Regions from separate parts of the Juglans regia genome. Here region 2 is linked to region 1. A link is a contact called in public Hi-C data. All regions are on one chromosome and are shown on one strand. The core of a region is the stretch at or near the end of the contact, and the rest is flanking DNA. Distances in the headings are between cores, read along the strand shown.

Region 1 (2,664 bases), core at 70-2,569:
AAAAATAATAATGATAATTGAACACTCGATGACTTTTCCAGTAGTATTTATCGGTGGACCTAGCAGCACCCTAAACATAATTAACCCACTTGACATTGTTTTTGATCCACCTGTAGATAAGTGATTTACCCCTATCATATATGTTCAATTAGCAGGATTTTAAAAATGATTTGAGACAAAAAAAAGATATAGAAAACACTAATTACCATAACCAAAAATTAAAAAAAAAAAAAATTATAACTCATTTTTAAATAACTAATAAAACCATGACATAAAAATAAATTTTAATATTATAAAACTAACTTCCGATTTTAAGTAAAGTCGTAAAATAATTATAAGATTATGATTTTACTATCTTAAATGGGTGCATGCTGATGTCACGTTTGATCCATAGTAAAAAAGCTCCCTCTCTCTCTCTTCGTTCCATCAATTTTGTGAAGTGAGCCACGTACGTGACGATCTTTTTCCCGTCCCAGTAGTTATTCACACTCACAGCGCATTATTGGATTGAACCGGATGAATGTTGGCCACACAGTAGTTATCAGCTTATAAATAAAGACCCATTTCAACAACCGTCATTAATTACCATGCTGTTTTTTATTTCAAGCATTGTATCATCTGTTTTGGATGGAGACATGGTGTGATTCTCGGAGAACTCCGTTGCATGTGATGCAGTTCTCTTGGTTAATGAAACTTTTTGACCATAAAACAAAAAGGAAACAGATCCAGTCAAAGACGGATTTTTGTTTCGTTCGGTGACTTGTGCCAGTTCTTAATTCTTACACAGATGCAATATCCATGCACGCCATTCTATATTTTAAAAGAACAAATTAAGCAGCAAAAGCTTTCACCGCAGCAATTAACTGATTATATTCATTATTACATTTAAAAGCATGATCATCAGAAGCTATAATGGAAAACAATCAAACAAACAGCCCCAAAGACTAATTTATTTCGGAGTAGCTGGAAAAGTTTTATTTATTTGTTTGTTTATTTTTAATGAGGATTAGCAACGGCTGTAGGTACCACGACGAAGACAACGTTTGTCGCTTTTAATTGCCTTGGGAAGACAGTAATAGCTCAAATTTATTGACAAAGTTAGTTTGTCTCTTTATAATAGTTTGTCTCTAACAATAACATCCTTATTATTTCAATGATCTTTTCAGGTGGAGGATACTTCTTGCGCACTGACTCTATGCCATGCGGTCATCATGTGCAAGTGGACCTCTTTCCCGTGAGTGAGATCATCATACAGTAAAAGGCTTGACTTGACGGCCTGATAGATCTTGATTCCCTACATGTGAGAGTCGGTTGGCACATTACGGAACTTTGGGGCCACATCGAAAGCCATACATGCCCATCATTTTCCATTCTTAAACCACCCCATATAATTGGATACAAAGCTAGTTTTAGAACCCCAAAACCAAATCGGGAACAATTATGTTAGCATGCAGCTTATAATAAACTGTTGCATGTGCTTATTTAAATCCCTTATTAACCATAGCTTAATAAGAAATATTAATGGATTAATATTAATGGCGTTGATTGGCTGAACCGAAAGAGATAATGCCGACTAAGACTTGTCGACGGGGCATTTTGTTGATGCTTGGCGTCCATCTCAAGTAGTCATAGTACTGAACGCAACGCAAAATTACAGCAGGATCCAGCTTTAATTTTAGATGCAGCTAATGGGCCGGGTGAAGATCCCTCCAAAACAACATTGATCGGTCTATCTCTTATCGCCAAATTGATGGCGTTCCTGCTTTATTGTTTTATTCCATCCTTCGTATGTTTGTTTGTGCATGCATATATATGTGCCGGAATTTTTCTTCATGACAAGAATAACCACCAAAGTTTAATTAATTCAAATTGTTCTTAATTTATAAACTTAATTTCAACTTTTGAGTGTGTCGTATTATATAGTTCATATATCTCTAAGTCACTAGAAATGATGTTTTAATCACATTTCAATAATATTGATGCGTCTTTTAACTTTATTTTAAACTAATTCATGGAATATGGTTCTGATTATTGAAAACAATGGAGCCAAAACGGCAAATTCTATATATGGGTTCAAATGTGGATGCAATCTGTTAATTACATCAGTAGGTCAAAGTCAACAATTAATTATCAGCATGCCCCAATATAAAACTTTTTTCTTAAAAAAATATAAACTTATTTTTAAAGTATTTTAAATCATGCAAATAAACGTCCTCCGAAGACTTTTCAAGTCTTCCACCACGCCCCACTTCTCAGTTCTGACTGTCTTCTAGCTTGATTTTTGTTCTACCCAAGTGCAGGTTCCAGGCTTGCACCCACTACCCTATTCACATGCTACAATGAGTTCCACCCTGCTACCACGTTTTACTCCTCTCTATGTTGTCTTCTTCCTACGCCACCTGTCCAGCACCGTCGACAGCGGCTCGTCGTCCCCTTATAATTACCCTCCAACCGACTATATTCTTCTCAATTGTGGTTCCACTGCCAACTCCACCGAATTTGATGGTCAGAACTGGATTGGAGAATTGAGTTCAGATTCCCTGCTCATTGAACAATCACCAAACCAACCCTCTGTTGCCATTACCTCAGCTATACAATCCACCTCTGCGACAGGCCAAGTGCCCTTTGCCACAGCCCCGGCTTCCTTCTCCTAGTTCACCTACG
Region 2 (2,664 bases), core at 98-2,597, 45 kb before region 1:
ACTATAATATTTATCACTATTATATATAAATAAAAAATAAAATTACTATAGTATTTATCACTATTATATATATAAATAAAATCATTACAATATTTATCATTATTATATATAAATTAAAAATAAAATCATTATAATATTTATCATTATTATATATAAAAATAAAATAAAATCACTGCAATATTTATTAATATTAAAAATCAGTATAATAAAATCACTATAATATTTATTATTAAAAATAAAATCACTATAATATTTATGAGACTCATACCTTTTTCAACTACCTATCTAAAAGTTAACAATTCAATATACTTCACACATCTAAATAATTCAAAGTACTCTCAATAGGACCTATAAACTCATTCGAATCTCTACTCATAACTATTCACAAACATTCTCAATACTTCGCAAATATTCTCACTACCCAAACTAAGTTTTAGTATAATATTAGATATAGTTATATGTTCTGTACATTTTATTTATTTATTTTTAAAAAAATTACATAAAATTTACGCATTCTATAATTATAAAAATCATTTATCTAAGTTTTAATATTTTTTTAAAAAAAATCCACGGAAACGCCATGCAGCCAGTACCAGCAATTAATATCATTCTGGATCAAAACTTAGTGGTCGAGGTCTTGGATTTTTGGCGTTCCTGATTGTTGCCCAACTAGCTGTCTAAGTTGCAGTCCAAAAACGACGTCACCACCAATGTGAGGGGAGCGTCAAGATGGCAACTATCTATTCCATCTTGTTCTGACTGAAAAACTCTGGAATAGTTATTTACCCCTATCATATATGTGATTTTAAAAATGATTTGAGACAAAAAAAGATATAGAAAACACTACTTACCATAACCAATAATTAAAAAGAAAAAAAGAAAACTTATAACTCCTTTTTAAATAACTAATAAAATCATTGCTTAAAAATAAATTTTAATATTATAAAACTAACTACTGATTTTAAGCAAAGTGTAAAATAATTATAAGATGGCCTAGTTTGTTTTCAAGAAATATTTAATCTCATCTTATTTCATCATTACAATTTTATCAAATCTCCACATAAAATAAAATAAACAATTCAAATTTTTAAAATTTTAAAATAAAAATAATATTAAAAAATATATTTTAATAATATTTTATTTAACTTTTTAACTTTAATCTCACCTCAAAATAAACTCTATTTTACTATCTTAAATGGGTGCATGCTGATATCATGTTTGATCAATAGTAAAATAGGCTCTCTCTCCGTTTCCATCAATTTTGTGAAGTGAGCCACGTGAAGATCCTTTTCCGACCCCACTAGTCATCCACAGTGCATTATTGGACTGAACCGGACTAATTTTAGCCGCACGCTGGCTGTGCAGTACTTACTATCTTATCCAAGAAGACCCATTAATTAATGACAATCTCAAATTAAACAAATTAAAGAAAAAATTAGTCACTGAAGGATTTTAATTTGTTTCGTTTGGTGGATGCAAAACTTGTGCGAGAGCTCTCAATTCTTACAAAGATATTCCAATAGCGACGCCATGATTCTAATTAGTTCATAACAACAATTTAAGAATTAGCAAAAGACTTCCTTCACATCAGCAATTAACTGATTTACATTATTATTACATTTGATCGCATGATCTGAAAGCTATAAAGCAAAACAAATTAAACAAACACTGAACACACACACACCCCAAGACTTTATTTTCAGAGTAGATAGAAAACATTTTTACCAATATCATTAGCACTTGCGTTTGTAGGTGCCACACTTTTCTTTTGTGTTACCGCTGGTTTTTCCGGGAAGACAACTTGCGTACTTTGGAGGTCGGTTACAGCCGGATACTGCAGGCTTATTAGGGGTTTTTGTGCCCCCAGTGACAGTCGGATAGTCAACAAGCATCCTGCTTATTTCCGAATCGAAGAGCAGCTCTGGCTCCTCCATGCGGCCCTGGTAATCAAGGGCGGTGCGGGTGCCGTTGTCAAGCTGGATTGAAGAAGCAGTCGCTCCCCAACGAGTCGTGTGCGGCGAGAATATCATCAGCAGCAGCAGCACTGTCACCAGAAGAAGGTGATCCAGCTTCTTCGCTGTTTCCCCCACCATCTCAGCCCCCTTCCGTGTGTGTTATGAATCTAATAGTGAACGGAGAAGTAACCTTGTGGATTCAGAAAGTGCAAAGAAATGGATGACCTGATTTTAATTTAATTACTGTAAAAAGATAACACGGCATTTCGAGTAATTCTAACCTCCAGAAATATAAGAGAATTCTTAATAAGAATTTAGATAATCATCCCCAGACCCTCCTCTCTGTATATATACTACTCGATATAGAATAGAGACAAACAACACGACAAAATCAAAAGATGGCCATGTGCCAGTTTCTACGAACAACAAAATAAGCCTACAGGTCACTAGGACAACTTGGGTAGTGTAGAAAGTTTGATTGAAGTTGAAATTTTTTTTTTACGAGTAGTTTAAAAAAATAAAAATAAAAAATTTGAGAGTTTTTGGTAGTGTAGCTAGTACTTAGTAAAGTGAAAATATTCGCATCATTCCGAAGCCGCCACACACTCAACGCATTGAGTGAAAAATAAAAAAAAAATACATGTGTGGTGTGCTGCGGCTTCGGGCTGATGCATAGCACATCTCCTTAGTAAATGCTAGCCTAGATTAG

What was found. Hi-C and Micro-C count contacts between places; a contact is called where the count stands out from the background.
Region 2: a Hi-C map of leaf shows a contact between it and region 1, with 9 times the contacts expected there. The contact joins two enhancer-like sites. A contact is called at or near these places in 2 of 3 Hi-C or Micro-C datasets (both in leaf).

What each region holds. Positions count from the first base shown.
Region 1 is chr10:4,624,461-4,627,124 of Walnut 2.0, reverse strand. It overlaps the pseudogene LOC108985220. Among protein-coding and RNA genes, the nearest start is that of LOC109020919, 27 kb to the right of the region's middle. Within about 2 kb of position 1,319, the one cell type or tissue checked has open chromatin away from gene starts, as enhancers often do. A contact at or near this core is called in leaf, where this site is marked.
Region 2 is chr10:4,669,049-4,671,712 of Walnut 2.0, reverse strand. No RefSeq gene overlaps it. Among protein-coding and RNA genes, the nearest start is that of LOC108981121, 29 kb to the left of the region's middle. Within about 2 kb of position 1,347, the one cell type or tissue checked has open chromatin away from gene starts, as enhancers often do. A contact at or near this core is called in leaf, where this site is marked.